Regions from separate parts of the Mus musculus genome. Here region 1 is linked to region 2. A link is a contact called in public Micro-C data. All regions are on one chromosome and are shown on one strand. Each heading gives the region's core, a stretch centred on a gene start, on an enhancer-like site or on the middle of the called end of the contact. The rest is flanking DNA. Distances are from core to core; before and after follow the strand shown. Region 1 holds the start of Kif5c (kinesin family member 5C). Region 2 has its middle 43 kb from the start of Gm25215.

Region 1 (6,335 bases), core at 1,996-4,495, 260 kb before region 2:
CGCATGATGTTTAAGAACCATACATACTGCCAGGCTATATTCTCATCTACATTGATAATTAGTGAGGGGAAGGGTCCCAAGGCCACGCCAACACAAATCTTAACACTTACTGTCTCAGAGTGGTCTGTACTATATACTCATGAACCAAAAGATGCAAACAGTGAGGTTCATAGCAGCACCATCCAGAAGAGCCCCAAATGGATGCAGGGCAATTAATTGTCTCTCAACAGCTACTTACTGGGCTTGGTGGCTCACACCTGTACTCCCGGTACTGTGAGAGCTAAAGCAGGAGGGTCATGAGGTCAAAGCCAGCCTGGACAACAAAGCTAGACCCTCTTCAAAAACATCTAAGGAATAAGTAAATTTTAGGCATATTCATATGGTGAAATACTACTACAAACAAGACCAATGTGACAAGCATTGCCAGAAACATAACAGACAACCTACTGTAGGGTTTTATGCTGAGAAAAACAAGCAAAACTAATGAATGTATAGATTCAGAAATCAGAATATTGACGCCCTGGGGTGTTGGGGTCTGAAGATTACACTGAAGAAAGCTCTAAGACCTGAAAATGCCTGTTTCTTTGAAAACTCATCAGGCTAATAGTTAATGCTTTTCTATGATGCTTTATTTCGCTAAATTAAAGTAGTAGGATGAGAAAAAAAAAAAAAAAAAAAACACCTTACAGTTGAAATGCAGTATGTATATTCACATCCATAACTTTTTGTTAAAGTGTTTGTGTATGTTTGTTTTAACTTAGTATTATTTGTATACACTTAAGCCTGGAATACTTACAGTAATAGAGTGATTAATAGTAATAAAGCTAAGAATCTCTGCTTTGCACAGGGGATTTATTACTCTACTTCACTGATCCTTGTAGAAGATGAGGAAGGTGGGAGAGGAGAAGGCAGAAAAAGGAGAGGGAAGCAGAGCTAGCTTTGAGAAACACTTCAGGCCCTTTAAAGCATGGAGAGAGAAAACAAAACACAAAACACAAGGTCACCCGAACATTTTCAGGCACTGAGCAATCAGTACTGTAAAAATTGTTACAAGCCAAGAGGGAGGGACTAGAAGTCCCTAGCAACTGCCACTCCTAATTGAACCACACCTCACTGAGGAAACAGCAGATCAGACAATGATGGGATCTCAGTCTACTTGTAACCCTAGCTCCAGGCTGCCATGGCTATCTCACTAACCCATATATGCCATTAAGTATAGAATTCCCTCATCAATAATTGTAGTGTACAGCTTTTCTGCAGGTTAACCCTAAGCACAGAGGAGGAAATCCCTGCCCTTCCCCATAGGTCAGATATCAGAATAAGTGGTTGCTCATCCAGAGTATTCAGAGGTCTGCGTTTTCCTATAACTGAAAACGGGAAGGAAAAAGATCATAGTCTGCAGGGAGTGGGAGGAGCCTTCTTAAACATAATACAAGACGAAGCCCCCAGGCCAGGGCTTGGCCTCTAATCCAGGATGGTGGAAAATATGACTAGCATCTGCTGGTCCAAGACCTTTGCAGCGACTGCAGCAGACAACCTTGCCAAAGATGTTGGGGACAGACTAAGTGAAGAACCGCAGGGTTCGCTCTTGAAAAAGGCTAGGTGTCCTCTAGCTATACACCCAGAAAGCTGTCACCTGTCAATCACTTGACCTAAATACAACAGTCACTGGGGGAATGGGGGGGAGGGGGTAGTCCGAGCATGCTCAGTGATGGAGATGACATCACTTAATCAATGCTGGAGACGGGAAGGCTGCATCAGCAGCCTGGAGCGGGATGCCAGGAACGTATCAGTGGGGACCTAGAGGCTCGCATTAACTCAGTCCCTCTCCACGCGGCTCGAATACAAAGAGGGCACCATGAGACACACACTCTAGGGAGAGCAGGTTAAGAAAGGGGGCGCGGACAAAACTAGTTTATTTCCTTTGGTGTACTCCCTTAAGAACTGTAAGGGAGTATTCCCTCCCTTTCCCCGTAGCCAGGCTGCAGAGAAGGAGCTAAGTTGGGGAAAACACTGTGGGAGGAAAGGTGGGGAAAGGTGATCAAAAGGGAGACTCTGGATTTGCTTAAGTAACTTCTGCTCTTGATACAGAGGGTTATTTGGGAACTCCCTCTCTTAGCAGATTCGAGAATCTGCTCTCCATCTAGAACGAAGCATATGAGTCTATCTGCAGACACTAGGGAGAAAGGACCTGGTGGGGGTGGGGGTAGTCCACAGAAAGCACAAATCCAGGACAATTGGGATGATAGGAAGCAGGAAACATAAGAGACCTCCCAGAGACACCAAGAGCACTCCTCACCTTCCACAAGAGAGCAAGGTGAAACCGCCTATGGAGGGCCCAGGAGATTTTGTTTTTCTTGCACCTTTCCTCCATACCTTTTTGACTAAGGTCTTGAGACAAATCGAACCCTGGAATGCCTGGATGCATCTGTGGGTTGTGGAGCTGACACTTTTGACCAAGACCTGGGCATCCCTACTTGCTGGCAAGCCTAAACACTGCCCACGCGGCGGCTAGAGTGGGAACAATAGGCCCACCCGAGCCCCCACCCGCGAACAATGGCGGACCTCGCACTCCCCCGCCGCCCCGCGCCACCACCGCCGCGGGGGAGTCACCAGGCAAGGGCTCTTTTACGATCCACCCGCGAACCCAGCCCCGCTGGGATGTCGGAGGTAGCGTCCGGAAGATCCCCACTCAGGCTATGGTGCAAAGCCGGAGGAGGGGCAAGACACCAAGGCCACTTACCCCGATCACCACCGTCTCCTCGCCTTTGAATTTGGGGATGAATTTGTCCCCGCGGAGGATCTCCGCTTCGTTGAGGGGCCGGAACCGGCACATCACTTTGATGCTGCATTCGGCTGGATCCGCCATCTCGGGCCGCAGCAGGAGGGGGCACAGGGATGGGGTGGGGGGCCCGGCTGGGCAGCGCCACCGAGGAGGCCGCGAACCAACCGCTGCCCGCTGCTAGGCCGCCTCCCGCAGCTTCTCAGCAGGTCATCTCAAGCCTGCGCTGGACGCCCCGCAGCTCCGCCGCCGGGAAGGAGAGCAGCGTATCAGGTGGGCCGCCCTGCTGCTGACCTCCAGCCCGGTCCTGCGCCCCCGGCCCACCTGCCCGCAACCACGAGGCGGGCGGACTAGGCGATGCTCAGGGAGCAATCCCCGCCCGGCTCAGACCTCCCGGGCTCGGTCGCGCTCAGCCATCCTGCATCAGCACCACCGTGCTCCGGCACCTCCAGGCCCGCCCCTCTGCCCCGCCTCGGCACGGTGACGTCACTGCAGAGATCCGCCTCACCCTGGGTGTAAGCGCGGCGCATCCCGGGACTTGTAGTCGCCACTCTACCTGCAGGTGGGAGGGCAAGGCTTGGATTAGCTTGAGAGGACCCCCGGGAACTGCAGGACTGATGGGGCTCCACAAGCCAAGAACAGAATGGAAGTCATAGTTAATATTCCCAGCTAAACTCTATAAAAAACCAGGTCACATCTTTTCCTGAAAGGAAAAATACTTATCAGCACAGTGTACAACTGAACAGCCACAGAGCGTTTCCCTGTGTTGTAGAGTTTTTGCAAGAGTCCTAGGGAAAGCAGGAAGGAAATGAGATTTGCATGGAAGCCAGTTATAAAGGAAATGCTTGAACATAGGTAATTCAAAATTGTTCACATCCGATCAAAATCAAGGATTTTATCACTGCAACGCTAAGTCAGAAAACAAATTCACACACCCACGTATTTAGCATGCTACTTTAGAGCTTGAGGGTTGAAGTCGGTTTTTTGAGTCCTAAGTCAGGAACATTTCAGTGTCGCGTGGCGGTGCATGCTTGGAATCCCAGCGTTCAGAAGGCAACTTGGGACAAAAAAATCCCAAAATCAAAAACAAGAAAAAAGGAAAAAGAAAACAAAAACAAGAAAAAGGGGGAAAGAAAACAGGAGCTCTGTTATAAGCAATCATAGATCAATTTCTAATGATGTTTAGAATCCTGCAGAAATGAACAGATTGTATAGAAGATCAAATCTAAGACAAGCCTAGGTTCTCATACAGGTCTCTCTTCTTACTGTAGGCTCCCTCCTCTCCTATAACATCCATGCTTACAATCTAACAGATTCTAACTGCTTGTGACTTCTTCTATTCCACTTGTCCTGCTTTGTTTCTGATATTGGCTCAGGGCCATTTGCCCTGCCGAACTGGTTCATTCCCATCCATCAATCAGTAAGTATCTCGGGGGCCCTATGGAAGATAATAGGAACATGGCCAAAGCCACTGAAACAAATGAAGAGCTTAGAAGAGCACAACTTGCTTTGCTATATTCAAGAAGCTACTAAACTGCCAAGCCAGAGAACAGGTAGATGCTAGGACTGCCTTAGGAACAATGGTCTTTGTACTGACTCTGTTCTTACTCAAGATCCATTCCCACCTATCAGCAAACTAAGTGCCAACAGTCTGTGGATGACATTCTCCAATTTAGATAAGGGTGTATGGGTTTTCAAAGAGTTTGAAACCTATTAGGGTAGGTCTATGCCATGAACTGGGGTTAGCCTAGCATCTACCTCTGGCACAATAACCTAGAGTCTAAAGCTTTGTAACTCTATGAAGGAACCTCGTGGTACGAAGTTTCCTGAAAGAAACCTGATGTATTCCCACCTCCCGGGAGAATGCATTGGTCCATAGCTGTGTCCATTTGGACTTTGTCAACACTAACTTTCAATCCTAAGACTTTCTAGAGAAGGATTTCCCAGATGGCCTGCAGCTGGTTGTCCTTACTTATTGTTCCAGGGTCCTTTCTGTATCACTACATCTAGACAGTGAATTCCTCCTTGCCTTTGCTCCATCTGAAGACAGAGTGCAGAGTAGGAAGCACACTGAGTGGGGAACTCCGCTGAGCATGGGTCCTTCCTCTGCCACTGTGGCCAGATATTTGCTTTCCTTCAGACCCTGTTTCCTATTCTCTGGCATTAGAATAGCAATATTGCCTTGCAGATTATTTTTTTTAACAAATTAAGAGCAGTATTACTTGTAATGTGTTTAGTATGGTAAAGCATTTAGTGCGTGCATGCGTGTGTGTGTGTGTGTGTGTGTGTGTGTGTGTATTATAAGCCAGATCTTAGGTAGTGTTATTCTTACTGGGTACTGAATAAATGGTTGTAAATAACAACTTCTTTAATTTTAGAAATAGACCTATTGCATACATCTAGTTGTACTCAAGAGTCCAAGTTTCCTGCCTACCCGAAAAGACAGAGCCACGGAAGTGAATGTTCTAAACCATTGTAAGCAATACCGATTTGATTTTCTCTCCTTGGCACAGCTGATGTACAGGAAAAGAAGTCTCTGGGGCTGCTTTCTCATCTGCATTGCACTAAGCAAGTCTCAGGCTCTGGCCTGCAGACCCTTTGTTCTTTGGGAAATCTGTGTCAAAACCTGCTTGAGAGACAGTGGGGTGTTTAAGAGGTGGTTTAGTCATTAGAAGGGGTTCAGAGGAGTCACAGAAGTAAGCCCTTGCTCTCACAATACTAGATTAGTTACCATGGGAGTGTTCACTACTAACCACATTCAACTTCCTCTGCTCTCTTTCTGGTTCTCTCTCTCTCATTCACTGTGTGACCTCGCCCACAGATGCTTACAGCAACAAAAACAAAACTAAAACTCAGTATACCGGTGATAACAGTCTAATGATTTCCTTGGGCCCACTAGGGGATGTGCAGAACTCCATATACACTCATTTCTTTGAGAGTGCCTGAACTGTGAATAACACAGGCTGCGTAGAGATCCACCCATGGGCCAACGGGCTCCCTCGTTGCTCATTATTTCATATCTTCAACCTATTCTATTCAAGCAAATAACCTTGTTTGTTACTTCCCAATTGCTAAGATGTATAAACTGAACCCATATCAAGGAGGTTATCATATGAATCCTATTTAAGAGGTCACAAGATACAGTGTGTCTGAGAAAATGGGCCAAGTAGGATTCAAGAAAAAATATGAAGGCCACCAGAGTAATGAGAAAATTTAATAAGCTTAACTACATAAAAATGTAAACTTTGGAGCCTGGAGAGATGGCTCAGAGGGTAAGGACCAGCTGTCACCCTAATGACCCGAGTGCAACCCCTTTCACTCACAGTGGTGGAAGGAGAGAACTGACTCCTGAGAGTCATTCATAGACCTCCACAGGGGCATCATAGCTGGCACACACACACACACACACACACACACACACACACACACACACTCACACACACTCAAACACACACATGTTCACACACACACACTCACACACTCACACACACACACACTCACACACACACATGTTCACACACACACTCACACACTCACACACACACACACTCAC
Region 2 (5,781 bases), core at 1,036-3,535:
ATATCTTCAGAACCATCTGTGGGGATGACTGGAAAGCTGTTCCCAGTGACACTTGTGACTCAGCTGCTTGAATCACCCATCTTATTCTTTAGCTTTGTCTTGGAATAATTCTTGTTTGATTCCAAAGACACACCCATTGTCAAATAAGTATTATCTTTCATCAAGCCTGTTTCTCTGTAGACTATACACTTCTTGAATGGATGGAACATGTCTGGCTTATCTTTGGCCACTCAAGCCCTGGCCAGGTGCTTCAGAGATGCATGAATGGTATTTGTTTCTGTGATGGCTCACTCCCCTCCACTGAGATGTTGTATATGCTGTCTAACCCAAGTATCAAAGGGTTTGCCTCAGAGCATACACCTTTAGTCCCAGCACTCAGTAGAAGCAGATGAATGGATCTTTGTGAGTTTGAGGCTAGCCTGGTCTGCAGAGTGAGTTCCAGGACAGCTAAAGCTACACTGAGAAAAAAATCAAAACAAACAAACATTTACCTTTACTTCTCAGTGAATTAAGTAGGTAATCTTTACTCCAAAGAGTATTGCTTTAAATCTTCCCCCACAAAGCCCATGGTAGATGCCTGTGGAACCAGAGCTAACCTGTTCACTTTGTTCGTCACACAGATTGGGCCATCAACATTTTCTCCTACACTGCTCTTCTTTGGGAAAGCACAAAGTGAAGATGAAAGACACGTGGAAGAGGAAATTGGCACTTGATGGATTGAATATATAGTCACTTATTTATTACACTTCTTAGAATTTGGTATAATTGCTTTGACTTTTGCAAGCTGGGAGAAGAGATTTCACTAGATAATGCTCTCAAGTGATGGTTACCATACTGTGTGTGAAAGTGAAGGTTCTAAACAAAATACGTTAAAAAAAAAATAGTTCCAAAGAACTGAATGGGATCTGGAGACCAGTCCCTGGTGGGAGGAGGCTGGGAAGCTGGCAAGTATTCCTTGGCCAGACCTTAAGTCAAACTCTTTGCTCCTAGGACTGGGAAAAGATCAAGTCCATGTGCAGTTCAAAGCCTATAGATGCCTGCGGAGCTTTTCTGGGCAGAGATTTCCAGGGTGAGGATTGGTGGGATTTCAAGTCCTGAGCTTGGGGAGCTCAGGGATTGGTGGGTTTCTGTAGAAAGTTTAGGGATTGGTGGCCTTTTTTCCATCCTCCTTTCCCTGCATTGGGCCCATGGGTCAGGAAGGGAGGACCTTCCTGGGCACAGGCAGCCTTAGCTGAGGCAGAGGAGCCGCTGTGGGAGGATGGAGAAGAGGTGGCCCCTGCTTTGACAGTTCCTGTGGCGGTACCTCACGGCCCGTCCTGGACAACGCTTTTATGTGTACCATCTGCTTCTCATAAAACCCACAAAGGAGGAAGGGCAAATAGTAGTATGCAGGTTCAGACTAAGAGCAGGAGGCGTCCAAGCAGATCCCATGCTACTGGTGAATGGCAGTGCTTAGCATCAGCTCTTCAGGTCCTGGCTTAGCATCAGCTCTTCAGGTCCTGGCTCAATTCATGTTACTCTGGGCTTGACTAAAAGAGCTATAGAAGAAACTTATTTTTTAAATAAAAGTATCAGGCTTCATCTATCTCCTACTGGGGAAGTCATGTTCCTACTTTTTGGTTGCTAGAGCCAGAGTGGAACAAGAGGGACCAGGAGGACTCTTGTCAGAGCGGAGGTAAGAAGCACGAAAGCATTTTGTGTTTATCTGAGTGGTACAGGGGTTCCAAGCTGGCTTGTTTGTTTGATGCTGAGTATTCTAAGGGACCATAATATCATTGTAAATATGTAAACCCTGTGCATAGATGGGTCTGTGTTTCTCCCAAACAGCAATATTTTTTTAGCAATCGTTATTTCTATGAAAATGCAAAATCTTCTTTGATACATGACCAAGGGATGTCTCCAACCTCCCACCTCCTTCTTCACCCCACCCCTCTGAGAAGTAAGAGCCTTTTGTTCTTCTACCTATAGATGAGGGCCATTACAGAGGTGGAGATCTCAGGCTTGGACTGAATAGCCCTTGATGAAGGGGATTTGGCCCAGGCCAGAGAGGCAACATGAATTTAGAGGCAAGTTCTTAGGAAAGGGGAGGAAACACCAGGGCCTGCTTCCTGGAAGTCCTTCCTAGAGCTCAGACTGTGCTGGGCCTACCCAGCTGCTGCTGCTTCTATTTCTGCTGTGTGGGACAATGGCGTTGGCATCAGAAACTGCTTTGCGGTCACCAGTTGCCTCTGAATCCAATGTTGACATCACCCCTAGGTGACAAGGACCCTCTTGTGTATGTTGCCATGGCAACCGCCACACACTCCCAGCGTGCTCCTCACCTGTGTGACTCACCTGTGTGCGGTGAAGCATGTGACTACGTCACAGCCCAAATAAAAGGCAGAGACCCCCAACTCCTCGCCCCTTCTTTCCCTTCTTCTTCTCTTCCTCACTCCTCCCCCACCCCCAATAAACCTCTTCTCGTGGGACTGTGCTGGCTTGGTGTGATCTGTCCGGATATGAGCCGCCTTCTAACACAACATTTGGTGCCTTGACTCGGGGATTGCTAGTAACCACCCAGGTTTGCCACCAACTCTAAGCCAAGTGTTTCTCTGCTAATGCTAATGCAACCTGTCAAAGTCACTGAACAGTTAAGGTTTTTGGTGTATCCCTGCCTTGGTAAATGAGTTTTGCTACTGTCATTAGATTCTAGTGTACTCTCTTGTCTAACTCAGATATGACCAGTAGATACTGTTCTCAATCTTGTCAGAAGTCTGCCAATTATGAACATTTCAGCTTATGACAGACAGAACCTCCCAAAGCCTAACAAAAGATCTCAGAGGATAATGGACATAGCTACAAGAGACTGCCTGGATTGTGGTATGATAACCACCGAGTAACACTGTGGGCAAAACTGGATATCCTAAGAGTCAAATGCCTCATATTGCCTTAAGTCAAGGTGGGTCGTTTCTCATTTCACATGTGTCTATTCCACGGGGGGGGGGGGGGGGGAGCTCTCCACATTCTGGGCTTGAAGTTGCTATGGAGACCACAGGGACCTGGGAACTGTTTAGGCAGTGGACTATAGATGAACTCTGTCATTTTTAATTAATACATGGCTCCTAGATTATAATTTATTCTTCCCCAGATTTCTGACCTCATTGACAGCTAAGCTAACAGTAGCTTGACAGTTAGAAAACAGACCTAGCTCCTTACTACTACACTAATAAACTTGTTCACTGGCTAAGACTGCCAGGTTTCTTACAGACTTCATGACAAATGATGCACAAGTTCAGATGTAAGCTTTCACAGGTGTAACCTGTCACTTCCTTACCTGAGCTCAGTTTCCAGCAACTAACTGCTTCATATTTCCTCTTCTTGCTATCCCATTGTCCTAACACTGACCAGCAGAGTTCTTAAGTATTGGCCTAACCCTAATAAGACATTCCACTATACGATCCAATGTATAATCACAAATTCAAAATTTAAGTTTTCTTTTTTTTCTTCTATTTTATTTTATTGATTTATTATATATTTTATTTATTTATTTATTTATTTATTATATTACAGTAAGTACTCTGTAGCTGTCTTCAGACACTCCAGAAGAGGGCCATCAGATTTCGTTACAGATGGTTGTGAGCCACCATATGGTTGCTGGGGTTTGAACTCAGGACCTTTGGAAGAGCAGTTGGTGCTCTTAACCACTGAGCCATCTCGCCAGCCCCCAAATTTTAAGTTTTCTTGATTGTCTTTTAACTAAGTGTAAAGTGTTTCATGCTGAATCTATAATATAAGCTATCATACTCAAATATAAGTTTCATTTGATTGTACTTTAACTATAGACTTAAGGTGTTTCTCTTATGATCAACTATATTCACAAGGTCAAGGTTTTGAATATTCTTTGTCTCTAAATTATAAACTTAAAATTGTTTCTCATTATGTATATTCAGTTTCCTAGACAGAAGGAAAAAGCCCTTCTTGTTCCTTCTGCTCCACGAAAGGCTTAAGGTTCCCCATAAGCTCATCTTAAAGACTGTTCATATTGTTAACTCATGTTCTTATCTCCTCTGTAAACTCATAAGCTACAGGAAACCCACTCAGTTCTACCTCTCATGGACCAAACAGACTCCAGATAAGTACATCTGCTAGTCAATAGCCTAAAGTTCCCACTTCCTACCTATTTCAGGGGGAGAGATTCCTCTCCCTGGAATTGAGACTCACCCCCAACCACCAAGACCTAAGGGTTTCAATTTTTTTTCTCCCAAACACACTTAACTTTATTCTCTACCTATAATGTGTGTGTGTGTGTGTGTGTGTGTGTGTGTGTGTGTGTGTGTGTGTGTGTGTGTGTTGTTAAGTCCAGGCACTTACTACATCCAGGACAGCTCAAGAGAAGCAACCCCCAGATGCTCCAGTCTTCTCTCACAGACACTTCTATTGGACCCATTCCTTCTGATCTATCCACAGATGGTTGCACAGACCCTGCACACCAAGGAAACAGCCAATTCTCCTAAGACTGGACCAATGTTCCCATACCCATTTTCCTAGGTTTCCTAGAGACACATTGCCCCCAAATCAGCAGGAAGTAGCTAAAGATCGCAACAAGCACATTCCTGTTCCACCATCACCTCTTTCTAATTTTTTTTTCTGTTTTAATTAAACCAAAACACGGGAATGTTAGCATTTTGTCTAGGTTCTGCTGCCCCACAGCTACCTGGCAACAGCCAGCTGTGCCTGACTCGATATAAAAGGGGCTGCTTGCCCCCCCTCTACTCCTTCTTGCTTTCTTGCTTTCCCTCTGTCTTCTTGCCCCCTCCTCTTCTCTCCCCGTTCCTCTCCCCCTCTCTCTCTTCACATGCCCATGGCTGGCCTCTACTTCTTTATTCCTCTACTTCCCTGCTCTTTCTTTCTGCCTTTCTCTGCCTCTACTACCCTCTCAACTCCCCTCCCCATGCCCTGAATAAACTCTATTCTATACTATACCATTGTGTGTCTTGTCCCTCAAGGGGAAGGGATGCCTCAGCATGGGCCCATGGAGGCACCCCTTCCCGCACATCTGATTGCACATCCACCAAACACATTCCTTCTCTCCTTATCTTTTTATAAAACACAACAAATGGGCCAAGTATGCTTGGGACCAGTGAACAACTTTCAGTGCGCACACACACACACACTAGGACCAGCATGTTCCATACACTGTCTATTCCGTAGAGAAGGCCTTTGTAAGGTTCTGGCCAGGACTGGCCAAGTTAAGTCAATCTCCTTGTCACTCCTCCCCTCCCCACCCTCTGCGACATTCCACAAGACAATTGCTGGTGCCTTTTCTTCGTTGCTTCATTTTACCAGAGTGAAGAGACTCTCTGTGGAGTTGAGCTGTGTCCTATTGGCAGGCATATGTCAATTCCTAGCCTCTCACACCTTGGGATGTGATTGCATTTGGATGTAGTCTTTAAAGAGATGGTTAAGATTGAGTGGGTTGGATCTGATCCAATAGGACTAGTGTTATAAGAAAAGTTTAGGACTCACACTTACCACAGGGGACAGCATATAAAGAGCCATCCACAGCAAAGATCCCTTAGGATAATACCTTCTTACCTCTTGACCTCAGACTTCTAACTTCCAAAACTATGAAAAAAATAACTTTCTATCATTTAAGCCACCCAGTCTATTGTTACAGGATATTTGAACCTGTTTCTTAGTAGGGTTTGGTTCAGCCCTTAGCACACACCTTTAATCCCTCTGGCTGGAATACAGACACACCCTTAGTTCTCACATTTAATCCCAAACAAAGAAGGTAAAGTT

What was found. A called contact is a pair of places that touch in the nucleus more often than the background predicts.
Region 1: a Micro-C map of embryonic stem cells shows a contact between it and region 2, with 1.5 times the contacts expected there. The contact joins the promoter of Kif5c here to the enhancer-like site in region 2. A contact is called at or near these places in 8 of 39 promoter capture datasets (the C10 cell line, cranial neural crest, embryonic stem cells and 3 more), 4 of 484 Hi-C or Micro-C datasets (bone marrow-derived macrophages and embryonic stem cells), 9 of 115 datasets of contacts at active chromatin or transcription factors (bone marrow-derived macrophages, embryonic hindbrain, embryonic limb bud and 3 more) and 1 of 9 other capture datasets (embryonic stem cells).

The regions. Positions count from the first base shown.
Region 1 is chr2:49,616,196-49,622,530 of GRCm38.p6, reverse strand. It overlaps Kif5c (kinesin family member 5C), which reads right to left and starts at 3,245. Exons shown (of 26, transcript NM_008449.3): 1 at 2,744-3,245. The coding sequence starts at 2,869.
Region 2 is chr2:49,352,550-49,358,330 of GRCm38.p6, reverse strand. No RefSeq gene overlaps it. Among named protein-coding and RNA genes, the nearest start is that of Gm25215, 43 kb to the left of the region's middle. Within about 2 kb of position 2,285, at least 5 of the 459 cell types and tissues checked have an H3K27ac peak or open chromatin away from gene starts, as enhancers often do.